Regions from separate parts of the Macaca mulatta genome. Here all the other regions are linked to region 1. Evidence: chromatin contacts called from public Hi-C data. All regions are on one chromosome and are shown on one strand. Each heading gives the region's core, a stretch centred on a gene start, on an enhancer-like site or on the middle of the called end of the contact. The rest is flanking DNA. Distances are from core to core; before and after follow the strand shown.

Region 1 (2,700 bases), core at 135-2,634:
ATTTTATTTATGTATAAGGAAGCTACATATCTGCATAACTTAATGAAAAGACATATGCACTTTGTGCACAGCACACATCTGTGATATCTGTATGTCTGGGTCAATACATTTTTGGAGTACAGATCTCCCAAATCGATAGCTTTTTATTAGAACCCCCTTAGGTGGAGAAGAAAATGTGTACCTCCAGCGATAAAAGTATGTTTATTACATGTTTGTGTGTGTAATTAAATGTAGAATTTGTACCTCAGGAATAAAGCTTGAACTAAATATAAATAATAACTAATTGAGGCTTCTTAGAGAATTTTGGCAAAGGAATATGGATATTTTCAACATAAATGAGACACGAGAAATTAAAAGTATATTTAAATTATACTAAAGGCAGAGCCCTTTAATTTTTAAATTATTAATTAAAATTTTAAATTATTCTGAACTAAAATGCATGTTTATGTTGTTTCTCATAGCAATCTCTTTGCTCCATTTATTTTGTATTTAATATTTATCAGTAAGTAGAAGACTTCCTAACAAATGTATACTTTTTTTCACAAATCTTTTAGAATTTGTGTGCGCTATGCAATTTTGTCACTTGGCACATTTGTATTCCTTCTTATAAAGGATAAACCATGAGAATCCTGATAGACTATACTTAAAATAAAATAGGAAGTCCACACAACTGAAGGTGAACAAATAATGCAGGCTGAAATGAGTATCTCTTCGAAAGACTACAAGCTTCCTTTTGACATTCAAGCAATTCAGTAAGGAGGGAAAGAGAAATTGAATTTAGCTGATGCAAATGAAATTAAAACTAAATTGGTTGTCACATCAAACTGATGTTAACTATGTAAATGTTTTCTGTTTATGAAACTACAGTTTAGAGTATATAATGCTGCAAAAATAAGAATATTTTTGTGTTCTTTTAAAATATAAATTAAAAGGGCAGATTATGAATTTTTTTTAAATCCTTGCCACTTACCCACATAATATCTAAGGACCTATGAATCATGAAAACTGTGGACATAGAGTGTTGAAATAAACATACACATATAGATATGCACATCAATACACATGCCTGCTTTTCTGGCCAAGCAGTATCCCATTACATCATTGCTTCAAATGCATTCATTCTCTTCAATATTGTTGGCTGTTTCAGGTTAACTACCAAAATCATTTGCCTGAGAAGCAAGATTTAATTGTCTTACAACTACCTCTGTGAGGTACAATAGGGATTACAAGTACCCATTGATTATACTATTGGGTAGAATAAGGGACTCTTATTCTAGCATTTCTCATTCATTTTGTCATTGCATTCTCTTTGAAAGAGACCAAATGGGTCCCAGCAGGTGAAAGCAAAGAAACCTGAAAGGCCCCCTTTGATGAATGACAATACCACAACCACCCTCCCCCAACCATTTTTGGAGATTATAAAACCTTATTAAATCATGCCCTGTTAGATATTGATTGAGAGGGAGCTAAACTAAAACCAACAATAGCAGCATGGATCAGAGAACACTGCTTTCATCAATGGGTACTAAAAACAGCTAAGCTTTCCAATCTTTTTTGGGGGGGCGGGGTGGGGGACCTTTTTTTTTTTTACTATTTACTTTTGTTTAAACCATTATCCTAGAAAGTCATACAATTATAGCTACTTTGTCAGTTAAGAATAAATCGTAGTTGTCTAGCACTTCATCTTTTTGAATGTAGCAGTGTATTGCACAAACAGTATTATACTTGGTTAAGATTCAGGATTATTATTATGATTATTGGGGGGGTGCAATTCTGGGTAATTATCATGATTATTCTTGACTCTGGGACCCCTTTGATGACAACGTTGCTTTAAAGTAAACCACTTGGACATAAAACCCAAGATATTTGAAAAGAGACTGCTGCCAGCATCAGAGTTGAACACTCACCCATATTTTAAAGCTATCTTGATTATCAGGCTGTTTGCGTTCCTGGGCTGTCTTTTCTGCCATCTGTGAGCGCCACAGCAAACAACCCCTTTATGACAATCGCCTCAGTATAACTTGAATATGTCTGCTTTAGAGGAGACTTCTGTAATAAGACTCTGTGCTAATTAACTGTCAGCCTTTTTAAAAAAATAAATAAATAAATCAGCAGACTGCATTTTAGAAAGACACTCCACCAAAAAATTCCCAAACAAGATTTAAGTTTATGTGCCAGACTGTAACTTCTACTCCATGTTTTTTCAGGCCTTCCTCTGAGTAAATCTGTTTACTTTAAATACTTCTCATGTGATAAAGGTTTTCATTTTTCTTGCCAGTTGACTACAGGTAGTAACATTCGCTCCACCTTCTAAACAGCTACTTGATTCAATAACGTTATCCTCCAAAAATAAAAGAAGACAAAAAAGAAAGGAAAAGGAAGGAAAGGAGAAGAAGGAAGAAAGAAAGAAAAAGAGGGAGGAAAGGATGAAAAAGAGAGAAAAAAGATTCAGGTGTAAAAACAACTTTTTTTTTTCTTTTTTTTTTTTTTTTTGGCCAGAAATGGTAGTTACATGGCAAAAAAAAAAAAAAAAAAAAAAAAAGAAAGAAAGAAAGAAAAAGTAAGTTAGGGTTGTTTCTATTGAAAACAATAATAGTTAAAAGGGCCAGATACTAAAGTTATTAGTTTAATATTAAGGATAAATAATTTCTAGTTCAAGAGAAAGAATTATATGTAGAAACAGCAGGATTTCCACTGAAA
Region 2 (2,700 bases), core at 189-2,688, 620 kb after region 1:
ACTGGTTTTCTATCCATCGGGACCTGCTCAAAGGTCACCCTCAAGATCATAAGCCATGTTCACATCCTTCTCATGGGAAAATGATAAAATAATATCCACAGGCATCTGATACTAGGGGCATGGCCTGGACGCACACCTTACCCTCTTCCCCTTGACCTCTCATCTGCCCTGAAGAATGAATACATCCATCCCCAAAGTTGATGCTTCGAAGTGACCAGTCAGATGCTAGCAGGTCAGCTGGCTATCCTCTTGGATAGAGGGTCCATAAATTAAAGAAATGTTGGTGTGGTTGAAAGAGGAAGGTAGTCCAGCCCAAGGGAAGCCACGTAAATCTCTCCTGGAGCTTTGTTCCCAGTAGGGAGTGGGGGTGAGAGTTGGGGTAGCTGGGGGCTGTGGGCTGTTATTAATGCCCTGGCCTCCTGCAGTGGGTGCTAACTTGTTGTGCATGAGAGCTGCCACCATCCTTCCCAAACATCGGGCGCTTGGAAAAGTCAAGCACAGTTGAGCCCTGATTTTCATTTAATAGTCAAAACCAAGATGCATTTGGGCTATGATGATAGGACAGCTCCCTTGAAAAGATTATTTGAACTACAAAGGCATTCATTTAGGGCTAGCAATGTTGCAAAAGGGCCCGCTAGAAATTAGCAGCCTGTCCTGGTATTTGGAGAGCAAGAGTGACAACTTATTGGAAGTTCTCAAGGAATCATTTATATTTCACACTCCACTAGGCAGCTGATTTGAGATTGTCTGTTAGCATAACAAAGGCTCTGAGCCTGTGAACTTCAGAAACCTTTCGACCTCTTAGCTGCTGGCATGAATAGCCCCCAGTCCTGCCTATAGAGATCTCCCAAAGCTCCCCTGTTCGTGGCTAAATTGTTAATCAGGGTAATTTAATATAGTTTTCAATATGCCTCATCTTATTGGGAAAGGTATTCACAGCTTCCCTACCCCTGAAAAAAAAAGTTCTTTTATTCAACTGTGAGAGGGGCAGCTGCAGACAGACCCCCATCCCTTGCTTCTCCCCCCAATCCTTCACAGCCGCAATGTTCTGAGCAGCAACCATAGAGAAGGGCCAGAAAGAGAAACTCAGAACGACGATCCGATCCCCTGGCATGCACTCCACCCTGAACCTGAAACTCCAGCCTATTTATGCTGGGAACCGCCAAAACAAAAACCCAAGGCTCAACCATAACTGAAACCTCAGAGTCACACACACACACACACACACACACACACACGCCACACCTCCTTCTCCACCCTCCCTTCACCAACACCCTTCCCCTCCCCCCTCATCTCCCAACTAAGCTTCTCTTGTGGTTCTGGACAAAACGCACCAGACCCCAAGGCCTGCTAATTTTCATTTCTCTCACTCTGTCCAGACAGCCCACACCGTCCTGCACGCTCCTTCACACAGTCACACTCGGCCTGGCCCCTGCATCCACTCCCAGTGTCATATACACTTGCTCTCGCCTGCTCCCTCGTACACTATCAATTCACATGTACATTAGTTAGCTGAAAAGAGCCGGAGCACAAATATATTCATTTTAATCCAGTTAAGACCTAAGAGGTCTCATAGGATATTATTCAATAGTTTGAAAACTAAGTATAAAACTCAGATTTTGCTACGCTGTCTCATCTCACAGAGGCCTACAGTATGCCTTTCTTTCACTTTATACCATGTATGTATTCTAAAAAAGTAAAATAAAAGCGAATAAAAAAACAATCACAAGCAAAATACCCAGCTTCCGGCAGGCACTATGCTCAAATATTATCTTTTTAATGACTGTTTCTAGCACCCATGTGCACATCAGAATAGCAATTTTATACAAAGAAAGGAAAAGTATGAAGTCACTAATTACATTTTTAAAAATTAAAAATAAAAGGATACAATCTCTTAAACTTATTTTCTCTTTCTTTTCCACGTGAGCATTTTAAGGCATCTCCAAAGCATATCTGAGTGTTTCTGGATTGCTTTGGTTGTGGTTTTCTGTGTAATTGGTGCTCTGTCTTTGTGCGAGTTGAGACTGTGTGTTGCTTCTTTCTGGAACAGCCATTTCTCGCTTGTGCCCCGTTTTGGTTGGTGTGTTTGTCTCTCAGCCTCCTGAAGTTGGATAAAGGCAGGATGTAGTGCCTGAAGTATTTTCTTTGATTTTTCTTTAGTTAGAGTAGTCCCTGATGGGGGTTGGGAGATTTCTTCACTCACTTGGGTTCCTAATCTAGAATCTCAAAACTGCTGGGAGGTGGGAGACCAATTTCTATTTACAGCATCAAGGAAAAGATTATTAAACCTCCCAAATCAGAAGTACAAACATAGATTTACACTTAATAAAACAAGACAAAACAAACAGCCCAGCTTCTTTCCCCAAATTTTTTTTTTTTGGAATTAAAAAAAGATTAAAATATAGGTTTACTGCCCAATTTTAATATCTAAGCAATGCCCAGAGGTGACATGTTAAAACAGAAAATAAAATAAATGTATCTGTGGTTATATTATATGGTAATCCTAAAGTCTGAATTTTCCTTTTTTAAAAAAAAAAGGAATCTGACAGTTTTAATTTCAACATTGTGGAAGTTTTTAGATTATAAATATTTTTGCCAATAATCTGTGTATTATTCATTTTAATCGTGTCCCTTTTGGTTTATTCGGTTTTGTAAGTAGTGATTTCCATTTTCTCAGTGTTTTAAACCAAAGTATTTTAA
Region 3 (2,700 bases), core at 139-2,638, 710 kb after region 1:
TACTTCACAAGTACTAATTACTTATAAAGACAACAATAAGATGTTCTTTATGTTATATGAGAGACTCAGTAGGTATGTGGAAGATTACTTTTAACATCACGGCTTTAATGGTATTTTATATTCATTGTACTTTTTTGCTTTGTTTTGTTTTATTTTTTGCTTCTTTTCTATTGCCTTCATATGAAATTTTGCTATGCATTGCAGTCTAAAAAGCTAAATTTTCCTTACAACAATGAACACAGGTTTTCTTAATTATAACAAATTAGTGTCTTATAATGAGGAGGGAATAGTGATTAAAACCTATAAAATTGTATTTCAAAAGAGAAGAAAAAAATACATGGATTATTCAGAATGGGCTATTTAGTTCTATATATCAAACTTAGCAGGAATGAAAGTCTGTCCCGTGATTAATTTCACCAACGCATGTAATGGAGAAAATTCTAACAATGGAGATAGCTTAAACTTTAAACACTTTTATCAGACAAAATAATGCGCAATTATGTCTCTGTGCATCTTGTAAAAAAAACATGCATAATATTTTCATTTGGAAAGTTTTTCCCCTGTGTAGTTATAGGAAGGTCCCAACACAAGTCAGTTTACATGTATTGATTTCCACTGAGTTGGTTTGTTTGTTTGAATGAATGTATCAGCAATTGCAAAATTATCAAAACATTTATCTAGTGAGTTGCATAAACTTTGTTTAAAATGATGCATAAAGTTTCACGAATTAGGGAAAAAAAGTGTATTTTATTATAGCCAAGATTGAACTGACATATTAGACTAAAATAGTTTAAATTTTGTGCAGCTTTAGAAATTATCTTACTCTAAATCTCATGGCAAAGAATAATCTGGGGGAGAAGGAAAGGGAATGAGGTAAGTACCCTGATAAGGGTAAAAACCGAGCTGACACACAGATTACAAATGACAAGATTTTGCAACAAATCTGGATCTATACAAAAAATTGCATGAGAAAATAAAAACTTGTTTCTAGTGTTTCCAAATAGATCTTTCTAAATTTAATCTGTAAAAGGCTGTTTCACTGCAGGCCTGCATGAGAACCACTGCTGTCCCTTGTGGGGACTACCTTATTTCCATTTTTCCAGACACATGTTTTCCCCTTTCTCAACTATTTTAAGAATTATAAGTAAGCAGGACTCTAAAATTCAAGTTCAGTGTGCAGAGAGTTAATTTAAATATGATAACAAATGGCTTTGCTTTTGAAATGAATGTAGCCTGGCAACTTCAACTGGGAACCCTTCGGAGGGCCTCAATTATGTATGCAGCTTCTTTGAGAAATAGTTTCACACATCTGACCCAAGGACCACTATGTAGTTGCCATGAAATAAAACTGTACGTAGGCATTGTTTCATTGCTGCACCCTCCACACACTGCCGGCCTCTACTCCCTTCCCCCAGCCCGCACATGCATGTACACACACATACATACACTCACACAAACTCTTTTATTGTCATTCCGCTTCCATTTTTCTAGTAGAGTGAATGTATCAATGTAATTATCATGAGCATAATGGCCCCTGATTACTTTTATTTGCTATAAAAATATTCTGATTCTAATTGCCAAACTGTTCCGGTCAAAATCAGGAGTGGGAAACCTACGAGATAAGTAAAGGGTTAAACCACCCACACCATTTCAATTTTTTTCAAAATGGCTGCTTTGTCTGTGTGCATACACCAATAGCAAATGTCCTTCTGTTATTGTACAGCCAATTTGATGTGTCAAGTATTCATATGCTAATAGCGGTACAGTTTCTCACTTTTTCACAGATAAATGGTAAAGATTGTTACAGACAGTGAAACACAAGAATAAACAGCTTTTATTTCAGACGCGATAAATTACTTTCCATTCAAATAACATGCGACACACGCTGCTGACCATTTTGTTTCTATTCACTGTTAGTTTGCCTTCTGGGTGTGTTTTTTTAGAATAGTTTGAAAATATTTAACAGATATGGACAGAGTTGTTACTAATGACTTGATTGCATTAATTTGCATTGTAGTCATTTCATCACTCGAAGTTCATTTTTATGCTCAGTTATTACAGTGGGAGAAAGTTTGATGGAAAATCTGACACTGTTTCCCTAACATGGTACAATCAAGTCTTTTTAAAGCTTGGTAATGACAGTATTTGAAGAATGGATATCTTCCTTTCCAGGTTAGCAGAAGTGTCATTCAGTAAATAAAATCCCTTGCTAAGAGTATCACCTAAAAAAAGACACTTGAATGAAATGTACGTTGTTCTGTCAGAACAAAGTGAAATCACTTTGGTTTTCTAAGACATAAATACGTCCTTTTAGAAAGGCTGAGTAGGTTAAATATATATGATTAAAGCGTACACTTATTGCTAGGGTAGACAAATTAATGCAAAGATGAGGGTGGGGGAGGGGACTGAAGTATGAGAGAGAATTAACCAGTCCTTAAAGAAATATTTTTAAAATAATGTACCCATGAACATGCATGCATTGATGACAGTTATAAATCAAAAGAAACATTTCTGATTTATTTCTCATCAATTTAACAAGATGGGCTTATCTATTCTTGAGTTGCAATACTTTTAGGGACAAAAATTAGAATACCTAGAAATAAAGCTAATGATTCTTATAGCTACTTCTTAAATTCATCTTATTGTACCTAAATCTTTTGTCTGAGCTTTACATATGACCTTTTTTTTTTGTTTATATTT
Region 4 (2,700 bases), core at 90-2,589, 780 kb after region 1:
GGGTTAATGCAGTTTATATAAAATGACTTGGCTTTCAGCTACTTCTGTAGTATACTTTGTTTTCAGTGCCTTTCTCATTAAAAAAGTATTACATTTAGTAATCAGGCCACATTATGCTTGGGTATATATCTTTTCATATGTCTACAGGAAGAAATTTCTGGAAAGTTTCTATCTGAAATAAAACCTAGCTGTCCATATTCCCATGTATTGCAGCATAGGCAAGGATCTCCTCATTGAGCTTACCTCTAAACTGAGTGAGAATTTGTAAAAATCAAATATTTCAATCACACTACAGGTGTTGTACATTCCTCTCTTCATAGCCTACAAATAATTAGCCTGTCTTCTTTCAACATAGAGCTAAAGTTTAAGAGCCACAGGTACATTATGAACCTTTCTTGGGTAGGCCCTACATATGCAAAGTATAGAATAGAAAGTACATTATGCCATTAAAGTGTTCTTGTTTCCTTTGGAATAATATCATTTAGAATGCACCTTAGCATATTAAGCGGTTGACAGATAGCATAAACAAAAATAGGTTTTACATTGCAGCTGTACACAATACACCTTTGTACAGTTGACTGATTGCTTACAACAATAAAAAATAATTGTAGCATTCTGCTGTCAAACTTTCTGGATAGTTTATAGTGAACTTCAAAAATATGGTTCCTTTTTTGCAAATGCAATTAATTTGAAGATAAAAGTAATGTGATACCATGAAACATAAATGTTTCATCCCAAAGAAGAGATTGTTATCCCATAACAATAGACAAAGTTTCACATCCCAATTTTTCGAAAGAAAGCAATGGTACCACTTAAGTATGCAAGGAAAAGCTTTATGTGGCGATGAGTACAATATTATTAATATAAAAAAGAGAAAAGTATTTATTTACCAATTTTGACAGTTGTCATAGACATCACTGTTTCAAATGGCATTTTTGACAAAACAATTTGCTGGCTGATAGTTACAGGGGAACTGAAAGATTTTTTTTCCCTGTGTATTTACAATATATAAAAATGCATCCTCAATGTAACTTTTCTGCTTAAGAGGAAAAAGAATGAGTTCTATAAAACAACCCTTCCAGTGCAGTTTCTGTAAGAACAAATGAATGCAAGTGTTAACGAGGTCTAATCTTCCCTTTTGTATTTGTTTCTTCATTAAGCTCTAACTATGCTCTAGCTCTTGTACCCTGAAGATTTGATGTGAAGATGGTATGACAGGCTTGGCTTCTCCCGATGCAGCTGGCACTCCTGATGCCAAAAGCCAGAGCTTGTGGTAGTGGGATCAGGAGAGAGTCGTTCCCAGCACAGTTTGCCTGTCAGTTTCCCATCCGCCTCGCAGTGCAGCGCTCCCTCCCCAAGTCCCCTTAATGAGAAGTGGAGGACAATACCAGTATTGTTGTTTCTACTCACAATCTTGTGGAAAGAACAATCGCTGTTTACCCAAGCATTTGTATTACCCAAACTCTGTCGATAATTACTTCTAGAGTCCCTGATTAACTCTGCTCTCTGCCTCAGCACAAAAAACCTATTGAGATAGACACCAGACAACTTTTCTATCTCTTAGAGCCTTTTAACAGTTTACTGAATATGACTCAGTCCTTATATTTACTAGAAGAAATGTACCTACGTGATTTGCACTCAGCTCATCAGGAGCTTGCTAACCATATGAGTAGCACAGGTGTACTTTGGAAGGCTTGAAAATTCACCATCACCCTCACTTCTCCCCTCTCTCCATCAAAAAAGTTAAAAAGCACTGTCTCCTTTCAGTTGATGTGTCCCTGTACCTAGGAGTCTATGATAAATGCAAGCACATTTCAAGTAACAATAATATTTCTAGTCAGTTTTTTGCTGTTAACTTTTTATAGTAAAATATGTAGGAGAAAAATTTCTAGTTATTTAATTACTATGAGATTTTATGATATGCTTTTGTTTTCTAAGACCTAACAAAATGGAACTGTTGCTATGTCTATTTCAATGATACTGGTAATAATTTTAATCTGTCACATCCTTCCACCCCCCTTCACGTCCCACCCCACATGCAGTCTGCTGTTAGCACTATGCAAAACACCATCATGAATATGCGTAATTATGGAGATTCATGGTAATTTTTCAGGGTTATCCGATGTGACGTTTATAGGACAGCAGCATACATCAATTTAAACGAGTGTGACAAATATCTTATCCTTTATATTTCTATAGTATTTTTAATATTTTCTTGGCCCCTCTCCAGGGAGTAGTGTGAAATGGTAAGAACTTGAATAATAAAAATGTTAAACAATCAAATGCTTCACTAGAATGTTTTTTAAAGGCAAGTTTAAAAATGATTCTCTACCTGTTGAAGCTTAAAAAGTATCAAATACTGAATTTTTTCTTAGGCAGTACTTTTTATTGAGCATCTTACACATTTCCAAACCAACAAAAGCACGGACATTTGCATGTGCCATTTTATGATGAGGATGAATTGCTTAATTACTTTTAAACTATGACTGCTTGCCTGACAAAATTATTTGGCAAACATGGTCCACCAACTTTATTAAGCATAAGCATTTGAAACAATAATCTAATTGTGGTATTTTTGAATTTTGTTCTTAGTCTGTAGCACCTCTTAGAGACTTGCATATAATCTTTATCTCAGTGACTAATTAGGACTAGCTTGACAATTTCATATTTACAATGATTACCAAGTAGGAATCATCTTCC
Region 5 (2,700 bases), core at 56-2,555, 910 kb after region 1:
TAGGATGTAGCTTTATTTGTGACTCCAAAATCTTAGCTAGAAAGGACTCTCATTGTTTGATATTCTTCGGTTTTACTAACTAAAAAAATGTTGATTTGACATTAAAGAAGATAGAAAAATAGAATTTATGTTTCAAAAATTGTGGAATTTCTCTGCATAGTAGTCACCCCCAAAGCATTAGTGTATTAAACTCTAGTAGAAGGAATGTTTACTGTTTAGAACAGAAAATTAGGCCAGCAAAATAATTTTTTATTTCACACGAAATGTGAATAAGCATATTCATACATGTAATTTGTGTATGGGTGTTATCGTGATGACTGTGAAGTAAGGGAGGAGACAAGGCTTACAAGGCTTTCTGTTTAGGTCTCCTTCATTATATTTTTCTTTTCGTTTCTCTTATTTAACAAGAAAATTAAGGAATAGAAGACAGGCTAAATTGTCATTAGACTGTGTCGGTGTTCTTTGTCACGCCTGCCTTTCCTCTGGACTGCCTGGGAGGGTGTGTGTCCTCCTTTCTTGCTTCTTGAGTAGCAGGGAGGAAGGAATGGATGCAAGGATGTGAAGACTGATCAGAAAGGCACATTATTGCATGTGAAAATGAGATGGATACATTTGAAACCTAGCTAAATTCCAGCCAGGTGGTTGTCTGGAGAGAGGGGACTTGTGTGTGGAAGCTAGCAGGCCGACTGAATAAAGTGGGGGGAGAGAAGAGGCTTCCCTCATCTGGAAATCCGCAGGATCTTACTGACGTTTGGCTTCAGGGTGTAGAGCTCCAAGAACACCTGTGTGCATCTGGCTGGAGATAGGTGTGTGTGTGGGGTGTGTGTGTGTGTGTGTGCGTGCGTGTAGGGAGGAGTGGGCACTTTATTAAAAATACATTTGAAAAATGTTGTTTCTAAAATTCAGTCGTTATCAATTCGGGCCAGGTGCAAAAGTCACTAACGTGTCCAGGTTCACTCCTGGAAGGCAGCAACATTATTGCTTCCTTCGAATATGGCTTCTTTCATTTCTTTGGCTCTTTATGGTACTTATTTTGAGTGGGGCGAGCCTCTAGCTTCCCCCTCCTCCTTTCTTGATCTCGGCAAACAAAACCATTCTACCACTTGAGCCATCTGCCGCAGGTGTAATGGATGGCAGGGGGCCGACCTAACCACACTCCAGTCTCTTCTAGGTCGTCACCGCTCTGCACCAAACAAATGAGTCCTGTTTCACCACTAGGGTGCCGAGGTGGATGGTGGATGCTGGCCCCCGCCCCTGGCAGCACTCAGCGCTTAGAAACCAGAGCCAGCTGACAACACGCGAAACACACAGGCACAGCGAAAACGCCGAGCCGACGCGCACTCCCTCTGCCCCCTCCCTCTGCTCTCTGTAACAAGGAGGACACGTACACAGCCTTTACACACTTAAAAACCCTCGCGACTCCCTCTGAATTCTTGGTTACTTATGACGGCCTTCCTCACTGCACATAGCCCCTGGGGTGTGTGTGTGTGTGCGCGCGCGCGCACGCGTGAATGTGCGTGTGTGTCTAAAACGCTTATTGGTAGGTCATCAGCAGCTGATCAGACATGGTAATCCAATACTTTTTTTGAATACACACAATTTTTCGTTCAAGGTAATTTTTTAAAAAGAAAAATGGAAAACTATTAATTTTCTGCGCAAGTCTAGGGTTCCCGGTTTAGGTTCCAGAGAACAGCAGGTCTGCGCAGCCCCCGCCTTACCAAACTTTCCTTTTCTAGGGTTTGAGGGAGGCTCATATTCTCACTTCATGACAGAGCAGCGGCTCATTTGCACGCGGGTGTGTAAAGGAGGGAGCTGTCGAACGGGTGACTTAGGAAGGGAAATTCGATAGTTGGAGCCCCCGCAGTTGCTCGGAACCTCGGCAGGAGGCACAAAGTGCCCAGGGGCAAGAGCCCGGGGTCCAAGCTTGCAGGCGCACATCATCCTCTGGGCCCCGGGCCCTCCGGCTGGAGCACTACCTCAACCCGCACCCCATCCCCGTACCATTTTGATCATTATTTGAATAGCCCAGGTAAAGGTGCCCATCTCTCGGCTATGGGCGGGGGCTGGACCCTGACAGGTACAGACTCCGCGGGCCCCCAGTGTACTTACCTTGAGCGAGGCCCTGGCAAATGGTGGCCCAGAAGCATCAAGTTTCCTCTCCCAGCCGTTGTGCCAGATTTCCCCTCCTGCCTTCTGCTCCTCTCGGCCAGCTCGTTTCTCTCTCTCTCTCTCTCTCTCTCTCTCTCTCTCTTTCTGTCACACACGAGGATTACTTGTGACTTTTAGAGGCAAAAGCTTGCTTATTCAGAGGAGAGAGGGAGGGGGAGAGGGAGAAAGGAGGCGGGAGGGAGGAGAGAGGGGAAGAGAGAAGTAAAAGGGGGATGGAGGATGAAGAAGAGGTGGAGAATCAGAAGGTAGAGCGGGCGTTGGTAGAGAAGGAGGAGGAAGAGGAGGAGGAGGAGAAGGAGGAGGAGGAGGAGGGATGGGAGGGGTAGGGTGGAGTAACCAAAGATGGGCTGGGATGGGACGGCGAGGAATAAATTGCTCCCCACCCAGCTGCGGTGCGACGCCCCCAGCGTCCCGGGGGAGCCTGTGCGTCAGCTAGCGGCTGGCCAAGGCGGGGCCGTACAAAAGCTAGCGCCGCGGGACCCCCTTCATGGGCTTCTACCCGAGCAGATCGAGCTCTGGAGGCCGCTCCAC

What was found. Hi-C and Micro-C count contacts between places; a contact is called where the count stands out from the background.
Region 2: a contact with region 1 is called in a Hi-C map of fetal cortex germinal zone, with 8 times the contacts expected there. The contact joins two enhancer-like sites. A contact is called at or near these places in 2 of 14 Hi-C or Micro-C datasets (fetal cortex germinal zone and fetal cortical plate).
Region 3: a Hi-C map of fetal cortex germinal zone shows a contact between it and region 1, with 3 times the contacts expected there. The contact joins two enhancer-like sites. A contact is called at or near these places in 2 of 14 Hi-C or Micro-C datasets (fetal cortex germinal zone and fetal cortical plate).
Region 4: a contact with region 1 is called in a Hi-C map of fetal cortex germinal zone, with 9 times the contacts expected there. The contact joins two enhancer-like sites. A contact is called at or near these places in 2 of 14 Hi-C or Micro-C datasets (fetal cortex germinal zone and fetal cortical plate).
Region 5: a contact with region 1 is called in a Hi-C map of fetal cortex germinal zone, with 10 times the contacts expected there. The contact joins two enhancer-like sites. A contact is called at or near these places in 4 of 14 Hi-C or Micro-C datasets (fetal cortex germinal zone, fetal cortical plate, fibroblasts and 1 more).

What each region holds. Positions count from the first base shown.
Region 1 is chr6:94,198,652-94,201,351 of T2T-MMU8v2.0, forward strand. No RefSeq gene overlaps it. Among named protein-coding and RNA genes, the nearest start is that of CCNH, 410 kb to the left of the region's middle. Within about 2 kb of position 1,385, at least 11 of the 40 cell types and tissues checked have an H3K27ac peak or open chromatin away from gene starts, as enhancers often do. A contact at or near this core is called in fetal cortex germinal zone and fetal cortical plate, where this site is marked.
Region 2 is chr6:94,818,558-94,821,257 of T2T-MMU8v2.0, forward strand. All of the region lies in intron 1 of LOC106998839 (a long non-coding RNA gene), which reads left to right. Among named protein-coding and RNA genes, the nearest start is that of TMEM161B, 130 kb to the left of the region's middle. Within about 2 kb of position 1,439, at least 14 of the 40 cell types and tissues checked have an H3K27ac peak or open chromatin away from gene starts, as enhancers often do. A contact at or near this core is called in fetal cortex germinal zone, where this site is marked.
Region 3 is chr6:94,903,968-94,906,667 of T2T-MMU8v2.0, forward strand. No RefSeq gene overlaps it. Among named protein-coding and RNA genes, the nearest start is that of MIR9-2, 190 kb to the right of the region's middle. Within about 2 kb of position 1,389, at least 5 of the 40 cell types and tissues checked have an H3K27ac peak or open chromatin away from gene starts, as enhancers often do. A contact at or near this core is called in fetal cortex germinal zone, where this site is marked.
Region 4 is chr6:94,978,077-94,980,776 of T2T-MMU8v2.0, forward strand. No RefSeq gene overlaps it. Among named protein-coding and RNA genes, the nearest start is that of MIR9-2, 110 kb to the right of the region's middle. Within about 2 kb of position 1,340, at least 12 of the 40 cell types and tissues checked have an H3K27ac peak or open chromatin away from gene starts, as enhancers often do. A contact at or near this core is called in fetal cortex germinal zone and fetal cortical plate, where this site is marked.
Region 5 is chr6:95,108,951-95,111,650 of T2T-MMU8v2.0, forward strand. No RefSeq gene overlaps it. Among named protein-coding and RNA genes, the nearest start is that of MIR9-2, 17 kb to the left of the region's middle. Within about 2 kb of position 1,306, at least 12 of the 40 cell types and tissues checked have an H3K27ac peak or open chromatin away from gene starts, as enhancers often do. A contact at or near this core is called in fetal cortex germinal zone and fetal cortical plate, where this site is marked.